Linked DNA regions of Mus musculus: all the other regions are linked to region 1. Evidence: chromatin contacts called from public promoter capture Hi-C data. All regions are on one chromosome and are shown on one strand. Each heading gives the region's core, a stretch centred on a gene start, on an enhancer-like site or on the middle of the called end of the contact. The rest is flanking DNA. Distances are from core to core; before and after follow the strand shown.

Evidence for each region. Promoter capture Hi-C pulls out the DNA fragments that hold promoters and counts their contacts.
Region 2: a contact with region 1 is called in a promoter capture Hi-C map of liver, with 4 times the contacts expected there. The contact joins the promoter of Tmem67 here to the promoter of Rad54b in region 1. A contact is called at or near these places in 18 of 39 promoter capture datasets (the 3T3-L1 cell line, the C10 cell line, the HPC-7 cell line and 11 more), 1 of 15 datasets of contacts at CTCF or cohesin (the NIH/3T3 cell line), 7 of 484 Hi-C or Micro-C datasets (B cells, CD4 T cells, embryonic stem cells and 3 more), 15 of 115 datasets of contacts at active chromatin or transcription factors (T-cell acute lymphoblastic leukemia, astrocytes, bone marrow-derived macrophages and 10 more) and 2 of 9 other capture datasets (adipose tissue and liver).
Region 3: a contact with region 1 is called in a promoter capture Hi-C map of hippocampal neurons, with 4 times the contacts expected there. The contact joins the promoter of Cibar1 here to the promoter of Rad54b in region 1. A contact is called at or near these places in 11 of 39 promoter capture datasets (the 3T3-L1 cell line, the C10 cell line, the HPC-7 cell line and 7 more) and 2 of 115 datasets of contacts at active chromatin or transcription factors (astrocytes and embryonic stem cells).

What each region holds. Positions count from the first base shown.
Region 1 is chr4:11,556,219-11,560,300 of GRCm38.p6, reverse strand. Rad54b (RAD54 homolog B (S. cerevisiae)) reads right to left here and starts at 1,381. Exons shown (of 15, transcript NM_001039556.3): 1 at 1,288-1,381. It overlaps LOC115489931 (predicted GPI-anchored protein 58), which reads left to right and starts at 482. Exons shown (of 3, transcript XM_030253962.1): 1 at 482-497; 2 at 1,009-1,458. The coding sequence starts at 482. Gm35693 (a long non-coding RNA gene) reads left to right here and starts at 1,475. Exons shown (of 3, transcript XR_390401.4): 1 at 1,475-1,626; 2 at 2,270-2,387; 3 at 2,648-2,849.
Region 2 is chr4:12,085,437-12,089,647 of GRCm38.p6, reverse strand. It overlaps Tmem67 (transmembrane protein 67), which reads left to right and starts at 1,691. Exons shown (of 28, transcript NM_177861.5): 1 at 1,691-1,933; 2 at 3,648-3,736. The coding sequence starts at 1,711. It overlaps Rbm12b2 (RNA binding motif protein 12 B2), which reads right to left and starts at 278. Exons shown (of 4, transcript NM_198957.2): 1 at 125-278.
Region 3 is chr4:12,170,533-12,174,595 of GRCm38.p6, reverse strand. Cibar1 (CBY1 interacting BAR domain containing 1) reads left to right here and starts at 2,581. Exons shown (of 9, transcript NM_026558.5): 1 at 2,581-2,898; 2 at 3,378-3,612. The coding sequence starts at 2,666. Gm46846 (a long non-coding RNA gene) reads right to left here and starts at 563. Exons shown (of 2, transcript XR_001784247.2): 1 at 1-563.

The DNA of each region.
Region 1 (4,082 bases), core at 132-2,631:
AAGAGCACTGACTACTCTTCCAGAGGTCCTGAGTTCAATTCCCAGCAACCACATGGTGGCTCACAACCATCTGTCATGGGATCTGATGCCCTCTTCTGGTGTGTCTGAAGACAGCTACAGTGTACATAAAATAAATCTTTTTTTTAAAAAGGTGAACTACAGAAATTAGTTTATTTCCCAAAACATATTAGCATCTTTACTAGTTTGTTTTGTTTTCTAGGACAAGGGCTCTCTATAGATCCTAGACTGGCTCTGAACTTGAGATCTTCCATCTCCGACCGGCTCTAGCTGGTTTGTAAACTAGTTTTGCTGAGACCTTTTTTACAGGCCCTAGATGTAAAGCCACTTGGCAGCTCTATTGAAATGCTGCGATTTCTGAGGCTTGTAACACGCTACGGCTGAGATTAGGTCTCCCAAGGAAAACGGCCAGCCCAGGCTGATATCTGGAGCACATCATGTTTGCCTTAATAACTGTGCACCAATGACCTTCCCAGCAGGTGATTCTGCAGTTAGCTTAAATCCGTGTCTCCTCTTGTGTCTTATTCACTCTTAATCACACTCAAGCATACGACTATGCAACGGTGAGATTAATTTAAGAATTCAGAACAAAGCTTGACACACAGTACTCAAATACTTTCTGTAATATTATTACTTATAATTACTGTTGCCTGTTTAATCCACAAAATCCTATGAAATCAGAAACAACAAAGGTCCCAGGAGAGGAAAGACAAGAGGGATTATAGAATCATAGCCAGAATCTCTGCCTTCCTCTGGACTACATGGGGAAGAGGGTGTGGCAACTTCTAGGATGCAAGAAAATAAATAAAACTCCAACAGCTAGCAACAGGCCTTGCTATTTCTGCTTTTTGGCTTCCAGCCACGTTGGGTAATAAGATTTCCATTTCATACTGTAAATTCCCCTTAGACTTTGGGACTCCAATCTACCTACCTACAAAATCCTCCATAATTAATGTAAATGGTGTGTTTTTGTTTGTTTGTTGAAACCAGGAGCGGAGAGAGGGCGAGAGAGAACTAGTGGGTGGGTAATTCGCCTAGGGGAGGTGCTAGATGGTTCCACAAGCTCTTGGCTGACACCTGATGTTCTCTGGCCCCAGGCGGCCTCGGGGGCCGTGGCCTCCGAGATCGCTCGGCCCGCAGGACCCGCCCCCCTGCCCCCTGCCCAGCCAGCGAGGGCGCTCCCGCCGCCTCGCCCAGCTCCCCGGGACCCGCGCCATCCTGCACCAGGCCCCGCACGCGCCTCCCCGGGCCTCCGCTGCAGAGACCTACCCCGCAGGCTGACCGAAATCGCGAGCGCCCCGCAGCAGGTACCAACGCCTGCCGCCGACCAGCTCGAGCTTCCCGCCTTCCTACAGCCAACCACGGGCCGGGCGCCGAGCATGCGCACCACGGCGTGCAGTGCTGGTCCCGCCCCCGACTCTGATTGGACAACCGTTGCAGGTACCTTTGCACTTCCTTTTACGTGGGTCTAGGTTTGGTTCCGGTTGACTGCTAGATCTAAAACGAACCGATTTGGTTTCAGTCTTCAGGTCCTAGCTGAGGCGATAAGCCTCACAACTTAAATCAATAAATTAGGATTCGGATCATAGAAGTGTGTGCACCACTGAGGTACACGAAATCCTGTTACTCAAGTGACACTGAGCTACAGTAGTTGCAGCCCCTGTTTTACAAGCCCTTTTAAGGTCTAGGAGTATAAAAACAGATGCGTGATTATTGGACTCTCGTGAAAAGGAGAAGAGCTCCTTTAAACTTAAAAAAAAAAAGACACTATCTTAAAGTATTGTAGACAAGGTCTTGATAGACAAAGTCTTGCTGATCCTTCTGCTCTAAGAATTCTGGAGATAGATCCTTTGAAAAGAGAGAGTGGTTAAAGGTCATTCACTAGATTTTATACACGTTTGACAATTAAAATGCATCCTGTTCTGGTGTCTCTGGACACTGCACACATGAAGTACACCAACTTAAGTGCCTGCAAAACACCCATAGACATAAAACTTAAGTAGACCCTTCCTCCGAAAACAAGGTTTTTTAGAAACCTTTGACCAGTCTAACTTCAGAAGCCACCAGTGTTGTATATGACCGTTGTAAGATATTTAGTGATTTTTTTCTCTTAAGATGCACACACTCACACACACTCACTCACACAATTAGCGATGCAGTTTCTATTAAAGCCTTGCTTAAATCTACATTAACATCTCTTAACTCAAATTTGGCTTCCCACTGACTTCTGAAATTATTTTCTTTGGCAAAGTTAAGAAGCACAGCCTCATCTGAGCAGAGGTCTCTGGTGAGACCCCTCCGGCCGCTGCAGGTGGAAAGCTGTTGTTTGCTGCTACTATGGTGCCTCTCTTTCCACGGGGTGAAGTCAGGTATGCTGGCACACACTTATAATCCCAACACTCAGGAGGTTAAGGCAGAAGGATCACCATAAGAGAGCAGCCTGGGCTACATAGCAAGACTGTCTCAAAAAGCAAACAGGCAGACACATAAATAAGTAAATAGTCTTGTTAAAATGACATAGACACAAAAATTCTACGCATTAATGGGCACCATGAGACGCTTTTACTTGTGTATGTATTGTAATCAAGGTAAACACACCTACCGCTTTAAATTCTTATTTTTTTTTTAGGGTGAAAACTTTGGAAACCCTTCCTTCTGGCTTTTTGAGATATACTGTACAACTCTCTCTGCAGTCACCCTGCTATGCAACCTCGTGCTAAAATTCTTCTAGCTTTCTGAGTGTGAACTAAAGTTTCTTCTTCATAGTTAGCATTTCACTTCATCTGAAAAGCTACAGGTACAAAGATTAAATATGGACATTTTTCTATGGCTTATTTGTATCTCATGTGCACTGCTGCTTTGCCTGCATACATGCCTGTGTGAGGGTGTCAGAAGCCCTGGAACTGGAGTCACTGACAGGTGTGAGGTACCATGTGGGTGCTGGCAATTAAACCCAGGTTCTCTGCAAGAGCAGCCAGTGCTCTTAACTGCTGAGCCATCTCTCTAGCCCCTTTATAAACATTTAAATATAGGCGTTTTGTTTTTTAAGTTCAGTCAGTAGCAGTTTTAAGTACAAAGCAAACAATGTAATAAGGTTCTCTATCCCCTTTCCACTACACACACACACACACACACACACACACACACACACACACACTCACCTAGACAAAGTATCACTGTGCAGCCCAGGCTGACCTAGAACTCCCTATGTAGACCAGGCTGGCCTTGAACTCACAGAGATCCACCTGCCTCTGCCTCCCTGAGTACTGGGATTAAAGGCATGCACTACTACACTTTGGTTTTTAAAGGCAGTGTGGCCCAGAACTGTTAAGAGAAGAGCAATACAGCAGGCTGGTTTGTCAAAGGAGCGGACACATAACAGCCATTCAGAAATGATGTTTATTAGAGAAAGGGCCTTGCCATGAGGGGCTCCCAGTGGAGGAGCACGACAAAGGCCGCAGTACAATGTACCAGAAACAACATGAAGGAAAACAGAAGCTTTCCCCTAAAGCCTGGAGAACTTCATTGCAATGGATAGCTCAGGATAGCTCAGGATAAGAGTAAGGGAGAGCCATCCTGGACAGAATAATGTAATAAGGGAGGCCCCCAGGAAGAAAGCTTTCAGAGAAAATCCCCCAAAGAAGAGGAGATCTGACCTTTATAATTAGTGCAGAGGGGAATGTGGGGAGGCTGGTGTGAAGTTTCACACCACCCGATTTGGTTTGGGACTGCCTACGTGGGTAAGAGCATAAACTGGCCGGGCAGTGGGGGTGCACGCCTTTAATCCCAGCACTTGGGAGGCAGAGGCAGGCAGATTTCTGAGTTCAAGGCCAGCCTGGTCTACAGAGTGAGTTCCAGGACAGCCAGGGCTACACAGAGAAACCCTGTCTCAAAAAAAACAAAAACAAAACAACAACAACAAAAAGAACATAAACTGGAGGCTGCAAAATCATAGTACAAACTGCTTAACTCTGTGCTAGGAAGAGAGCTGGAGGTGGGATGTAGGGCATCGGATTTCTTCAGGCTGTCCCTGGCCTCCTGCAGTGACCAGCTTCATAAAAGGG
Region 2 (4,211 bases), core at 442-2,941, 530 kb before region 1:
CGGGGGTCAGCGAGCGCCGCCCTAACCGCACCAGCCGCGCTCGCCCCCCGCCCAGCACGCCCGTGCTTCCGGCTCTCACCCCCTCCCTTGCCCCATGCCCGGCATCCTGAGAAGTGCTTCGCACCGGGCAGTCACCACACACCACACAAACGGAGAAGGGACGCTCCTCGACGCCGCAGTCTCCGCACGGCCTACCAGGCCCAACACGGCCGGAAGAAAATGGAGACCACACTCCCCTCCGGTCCGGACAAACCGATGCACCGTCTCTCTGCTCATGCGCAATCCAGGCCCAACCAGCCACCCCTTGGCGCTCTGAACGCGCGTGCGCAGACGTACTGCTTCGGTTACAGTGATTGGCGGGTGTGAGTGAGGAAGGCTGTTCTCTGCAGTGTAGTATGGTTTTGTGCATGCTCTATTTCTAGGCAATCTGTGAGCCCCTGACCCACCCCTGAAAACTTCCACTGGGGGGCGGGGATGTGAGGCAATTGTAAAATATACAAATCAAAAAGGTTTCTTTTTTTTCTTTTCATCATAATGAACCGCTTTGGAAGTGGAAAGCTGCAGAGTTTTCCATCCTCTCCTGTGATTTCTGTTAAACCTGAGAAAAACAGGGCAGTTGCATAGGCAGATAAAAGCAAGCTGTATTTACAACAGGCCTTCGGGCTGCCTTACCTAAAGTATGTATTACAGAAAGCATCCCTTCAACCTTTTATTACTGTGCTGTTAGGTGTATGTGACAATTCCCAACAATCACACTATGTGGCAGTTCTCCAGTCGGGGGTTTATTGGGATGGGAAATAGAGTTATCCTCTGGGAGAGGGAGGAGAACCAGGGACAGGGGAGAAAGGGAGAATGAGGCTTTTATTAGGCATTGTTGCGCTAACAGTCTGCAAGGCTGTGCACTTTAATAGGCAATATTCATGTATATCCAAATTTGGTTCTCAAACCAAGTGAGATGAGGTGTATATGTAGGGTGCTTTATGCACAATACAGAGAAAGTATGAAATCAAGATTCAGTAGGCAAGGTTTCTCCTAGACTTTTGTCATAAAGGTATTATATATAAAATCAATGAGGGTTTCTGTTTGTATTGCTTTGCTAAAACTCAAACTCAGGACTTGAAACAATCCCTACCCTTAGTGTTTTTTAAATAATGTAAAAACAAAGCCGGGCATGGTGGTGCACGCCTTTAATCCCAGCACTGTAGAGGCAGAGGCAGGCGGGATTTCTGAGTTCGTGGCTAGCCTGGCCTACAAAGTGAGTTCCAGGACAGCCAGGACTATACAGAGAAACCCTGTCTCGAAAATCAGAACAAAACAAACAAAAAAAGTAAAAACATAGGGCACCTCCTTTGTTGTCAAAATTAATCCCCTGGGTAAACTGTCATGTAGGTGTGATTGCCACTTTCATGAAACACTTTTAAGTGCTAAAACCATATATTTTCCATTGCTGTAGTAGTATTTCCTGACACGGTAAATTGACTGCGTCCCAGAGTTTTAAATACATTTTAAATAACCGCCCCTAATTTATTTAGCATATGTCTGATCCATTGTTTCCCGCGTGCGTGGTAACCTAGCAACCAGGCGTCGCAAGGTTGAGTTTTTTTTTTTTTTTTTTTTTTTTTTTCTGAACCCTGTTGTCCAATCAGCTCAGCGGACTCACCGAGGAGGCTGCTGGGGAGCTGGAGACTGCGGACCCAGGATATGGGTACCATGGTGACGCGTACAAGGCCTGTGGCGGCCATGGCGGTCAGATCTCGTTCTTCATCCCGGACTGGCACCGCCTACCTTCTCTTAGTTCTCTGCGAAGTCTCATGGGCACAAATCTTCTCCTTCCCTTTCCGGCGGCCTGAGACCTGCGACTTCAACCAGTACTTTGACATCTCGGCGCTCTCCTGTGCCCCCTGTGGCGCCAACCAGCGGCGGGATGCACTAGGTGAGGCGGTTTGGGGGTGGATGGACTCTGACCAAAATAAAGCACTCCTGACAGCCAGCACTCCAGACATTTTATTTGGAGAATGTTTCAGAAAATGCACAGCTATCAAACCTAAGAAAGGGTTTCCTGGGAGGATACGGCTGACACAATGAGATCAGTCACCCAGGCGCCACCACCCTACCCTCCTCCAGGAACTCATTCCCCGGAGTCAGTCTCTGGCAGGGAATCCTTAGGATGGCACCTGAAAGCCGCCTAAGAAAAGTAGAATAGAAATAGAAAAGAAATAACCTGAGGCGTCTAGTGAGGTACCCTGACAGGAAAGCAAGGGAAGAAATGTGAATTAGTAAACTCTTGTGACCATTAATTCTACTTCCAAATTCAAGATATTTAAAGCTGTTTGCAACTGTGACTATAATCAGATTTTGTAAGCAAAGGAAACTGAAACCGAGATGTTGTGACATCTGTGTGACATATACTGGAAACTAAGAGAACTCTTGTCTCTTCCTCACTTTCTTTTTTGTTTTTTGTTTTGTTTTGTTTTTCGACACAGGGTTTCTCTGTGTAGCCCTGGCTGTCCTGGAACTCTCACTTTGTAGGCCAGGCTGGCCTCGAACTCAGAAATCCGCCTGCCTCTGCCTCCTGAGTGCTGGGATTAAAGGCGTGGGCCAGGACACCTGGCTTCCCTCACTTTCTACCTCTGCATTCCCAGCGCGTGGCTTTGCATCTGTGGTTACATATTCCCTTAGGACCTGTCCCTTTTATTGTTGATGACTTCTGTTTGCTCACATTGTCCTTTTAGACTTAATTGCATCGATTGGTCTAGTTCTCCCTTAACTACTCAGAATGAGTCTTTTCCTATTTACTGAAGTCTAAAATGCTGTGAATCTCAGACTGGTTAACTCTCCTGCTTTAGGCCTGGTAGAGTCTCACTTAAGGCAGTGCGGATCACTGTGTCAGAAGATGGAGTGTGAAGAGCAAACGTGTTCTGCATTGTATTGCTTTCATGACAATGAATGAAGACGTGTGTGTTGTACATAGACTCCTACAGGTGCTGGCTCTACTTAGTCCTTAGAGAATTCTTTCTTTAACTAGCTGAGTCTACTTGTAATTACAAACAACATTTATTTTCTTTCTAGAGAAAGAGTATTTGAATGAAAGCAATTTTCCAATAAGATATTGACAAAATTAAAACTCACTAAACACACATACATATGGTTTAGTGATGCAGAAATGTAATTCCTAGAGCAAGTAAGTAGTTTTCATAGTTCAATAATAATTGCAGTTTAAAAAGTAGCAACATGATGCCAGACATATTTCTAAACTTTGACCCTATTAGGTAGGTCCTGTTTTTTTCTCCATTTTACTAAACAAGAAGCCGAAGTATAGAATTCATTAACCCACTCAGTGTTTGCATGTATACGCACAGACCCATAGACACATATACATGCACAGACAGACAGACAGAGAGACAGACAGACAAAGACACCTGTTGTCTCTCATATAATGCCCAGTCTGGCCTCGCACTGTCTGTGAGCAGGGATACCCTTGAAGTACTGCCTGAACTTCCTGCCTCTTCCTCCTAAATACTGAGGTTACAGGTATACACCACCACTCCAAGCTTCAAAATCCTAAGAACTGTTAAGTTTGTGTCTTGGAGTTTTGTTTGCTAAGGACAATATCAGCTTTGTTTTTTTTTTTTTCTTTTTCTTTTCAGGAACTTCCTGTGTATGTCTACCAGGATATCATATGATCTCTAATAATGGAGGACCTTCTATTATTTGTAAAAAGTGTCCAGAAAACATGGTATGAATAATTTATTTTAAAATAACTTTTGAGAAAAAGTCATAAATGTCTATCTCTCAGACTTCAGTATAATTTCCCATTTGTTCACATACTTTAAACTTTTTTTGTTTTGGGTTTTTTGTTGTTGTTTTTTTGTTTTGCTTTTTTTGTTTTGTTTTTTTTTTTGTTTTTTTGTTTTTTTGTTTTTTTTTGGTTTTTTGAGACAGGGTTTCTCTGTGTAGCCTTGGCTGTACTGGAACTCACTCTGTAGACCAGGCTGGCCTAGAACTCAGAAATCCGCCTGCCTCTGCCTCCCAAGTGCTGGGATTAAAGGCGTGCGCCACCACGCCCCGCTACTTTAAACTTATTAAGGTAATTTTATTAGTATACATTTTGAGAGATCAGTAAAGCAAAGAAGAAAACTTTGGGGAAAAAAGACAAATTCATTTTGTTCTGAAAGTGGTTGAGTCAGATATCCCAAGTACAAAGCTGTGAA
Region 3 (4,063 bases), core at 1,332-3,831, 610 kb before region 1:
TGAACTTCTTCAGTGAGGTCAAACCGAAGCTCTGTTGTAAGCACATGTTCTCTTGGTGCCATGAAGGTCCAACTGATACATGGAATAACAAACAGAAGCAACCACTCCCTGGGCCCGTGATAATTAGTGTGCAATTTTAATGTGGACCATGTAACTTGTATCAACCAATAGTACCTAGGAATCCATGATAATTAGGCAGACACTTTAAAAGCATGTGTACAATGGGACTTGCCATGTCTTGCTGGCCAGTTTAGAAAGAAGCTATCTGAAGAATCCAGGCTGACCTGGTGGAAAATAAAAGGCATGTTGCCTCAGCTGACAGGTTCCCTGCTGCATGCATGGCATGTTAGGCCACCTGTATCTGTCTACTTTATATTATCATCATAAAATACCTGTGGCTAGTGGGCTGAAGCAGTGGATCAGAAGTTATGAGGGCTTATTGCTCGTGCAGATGTTCGTTTCATTCCCAGAACCGACATGGTGGCTCACAACAGCCTGCAACTCCAGTTCCAGGGAAACCTTTCTCTGGCCTTCCTGTGCACACAAGGTGCATATAAACTCAAGAGGCATTCACATAAACATAATAAATAAATAAATAAATAAATAAATAAATAAATCTTTCAAAAATACTTCAGGCTGACAAGTGTATACAAATACATGTTGATTTGGTTCACAATTCTGGCTAGTAGCTCTGCTCTGATAGACTTCATATAGTGGATTTGGTCATGATGGTAGCAACAGGTATAGATGGAAAAAGTCACATCCAGGTGGGGTAAGACTCTGGTCTATAACCTTTCCAGAAACTAATAATAAGAGACTCAAAAAAACAAACAAACAAACAAACAAACAACCACACACACCTTAATCCCTTCCAAGAGCGGTAGTCTCCATGGCTTTTAGGCTGCTCTCTAAATGTCCACACCTCTCACCATACATTAAAGAGCAAACCAAGCCTCTGCGTCATGTACTCTTTGAGAACACTCAAACCATATTCAAATTGGCCAGTTCTGCTTCAGCCTTCAGGGTACTCAGGCACTGTTTTGCACTAGGCTGGATTGGAAAAAATGAAGAATCACCAGACAGGGTGGGTCCTGGGTCTGCAGGAACTCTGTTGGCTGGACGTTTTTCCAGAGTTACAGCTCTCTTTATTTGAGGAAAATAAGGGCTATATAAACCTTGGGTAGTGGGTAGGTATTTTTCAGGGTGAGTGTACATTATTGGTTGGTACTGAGGTACTGGGAATGCTTCATCTGCATGAAGAGGAATTCCAGGTGCTTAAGCCTGTAATGTAGCCACCAGGCTATGTGACTACCTCAATGGTGGTAGAGGTGTGGGTCACAAGGATACATGCACTACCATGGCATGCAGGCCCAGAACAAGGAGGGAGCAATTCTTACTCCTACTGGTCTTAAGATGAGCTTTTAGGGGGTGGGGTTGGACACATCTGGCTCCCTACCTCCCAATTGCAGAACTTATTTGCTCAGCACCATAGCATTTAGTGAAATTATACTGCTAGTAACAGACTCGCCACCTGGAAAGGCAGGAAAGAACCTAGCTGAACAGAACCAAAGAAGAACCATCTGTGTCGTTTACAGAATCCTAAACTGACTAGTGGAGTTGTGGAAGCCACTAGGCCTTATAATTTGTTTATACAACGAAACCTGACACGGTAGCACATTTCTGGGCTGTGTTATATGTGTTTGACTGTTTGGCTAGCTTTATCATTCCACCAAGGCTGTGAGCACTGTAAGAGCAAAGACTTTATTCTCAGAAATTATGGGCATTTGAGAAGTAGACAAAGCTTGAAGTTGGACCCCAAGTTCACTCGGAAGAGAAGACTCCCTCTCAGAAGCTAGAGGAAGGCTCTGGGTTATCTGTGACTCTTCCAATTGGGGAACCTTCATTCAGGCCCATACCTCGACTGGGTCTAACAATCTTTTTCACAAAGTAGAAACTCAGTTACCTGCAAGAGGGGGAACAGATGGCATTAAAGACCAGTAAAGATGAGGGAGTAAGCACTGGTGTGCTTTTTTTTCTGTTTCTGTTTTGTTGTTACTGTTCTTATTTTTATTGTTGTTATTGTTGTTTGTTTGTTTCTGTTTGGTTAATTTGACCAAAGTTAGAGTTACCCGAGAAGAGGGAACATTCAGAAAATGTCCCTATCAGATTGACCTGTAGGCTGTTTTCTTGATTGATGATTGACATGGAAGGGTAGACAGTATTGCCCCTGTGCAAGAGGTCCTGGGGTATATAAGAAAGTCAATCAAATAGGCCAGCCAGCAGTGTTGCTACATGGCCTCTGCTTCAATTCCTGCCTCCAGGTTCCTGCCCTGAGTTCCTTAAAGAACTGTGACTTGGGATATGTCAGCCAAAGAAATCCTTTCCTCCTCAACTTGATTTTTGTCGGGGTCTCATCACAGCTATAGAAATCTAACTTATAGAGCGGTTCTTTTCCAAAGGCAGCTTCCACGAGCCCACACGTTGTCTCATTCAACAGAGAAGCACAGGGACAAGCTTCGCATTAAGTCTGAACCCCGTTCACCTTTATTTTCCTGTACCCCTTCCGGTTGCTGGTGGGTTGGTTTTCCTCCTTCGCTCCCAGAAGCCTGGGAGGGCTAGAGAGCTGCAGGAGCTGAAGGAGGATGCTTGGTGTTCCCTCTGCCCCATGCCCTCTGGTCTCCCTTGCCCTGCTCTTGACCGCCGGGGCGCGCGCCGCGTCGCCACGGAAACGCCGGGCAGGCGGGGCGGCGCGCACTGCGCGCTCTCAGCTCCCGGTAGAAGTGGCGGCGTCGCCTGCTCCCGCGCGCCCTGGCGGCCCGGAGCCGCGCTCGTTGGGCTCCCATCCTGGGTCCCGGGCGGCGGGAAAGGCAAGATGTTGAGGCGCAATCTGGATGAGCGGTAACCGCCGGGGCCTCGTCGTGCAGGCTGCCCGAAGGAAAGGGCCGGGTGGGAGAGAGGAGCCGGGCCGAGGGCCTGGAAGCCGGTTGGGGCGGGAGGAGGCCGCACGGTCCCCGTGGCGCTCTGCAGTCCGTCCACCCGGATGAGGCGAGTGCCGGGCCGAGAGAGTCTCCCGGCCGATCGGTCCCCCTGAGCTGGGCCGGGCCCTGCCGCGGTACAGAGCCCGGGAGGCCGCAGGTGCCCAGGCCGCAGCAGCGCCGCCCCTTCTCGGCCCACCAGGCCCGGGCCCTTTCCCGGGCCTGCAAGGTTCTAGGCAGGACCAGAGCCTGCGTGAGGTCCTAGAGAAGGCGCGGGCCTCTGGAAGAGTTGGGAATGTTGCCCTTCAGGGCTTTAGGGAGGCCCGGGAATGTTTGCACGTAAAATTAACGGGGCACCTTCTTACTGTTTTAAGAACAGTGTTCTGTGTCTCCTTTTTCTAGAGATGCTCAAACAAAACAACTGCAGGATGCTGTCACAAATGTGGAGAAGCATTTTGGAGAGCTTTGCCAAATCTTTGCTGCTTATGTACGGAAAACTGCCAGGCTTCGAGACAAAGCCGACCTCCTAGTGAACGAAATCAACCTGTATGCCTCTACCGAGACACCAAATTTAAAGCAGGGTCTGAAAGACTTTGCTGATGAGTTTGCCAAACTTCAAGATTATCGCCAGGCAGAGGTATGAAGTGAGGTTCTGGTGTCATAGCCAAATTCCTACAAAGTGTGTAAAAATTGTGGACTTTTCGTTGTAACCTACCCAGCAGTGGTGAATGTACCCTTGATAAATGCCTTTCCTGTCTGTAACAGTGTGGGTTCGCTATATGGAACCTTTCTGTGACCTGATAGCTTTCAAACTAAACGTCAGGTGTGGTTGAAGTCTGAGTTTACCACTGCATTTGCCAACAGGGTAACAGGGAACATGCATCCAGAAAAGGTAACCTATATAGCAGTCGTGCAGAAGAAAAGCACCTGTATGGCCTGTGTGGGCCAAGTGCGTTTTAAAGAATGACTAGAAATGGAAATGCTGAAAATGACAAAATCACAAAGTACTAATAAATGGGCTACACGTTGCTGATTTTCCCATGGTTTGAAAGTCGAACGAAATCGGAAAGCTATGATTTATAACACAA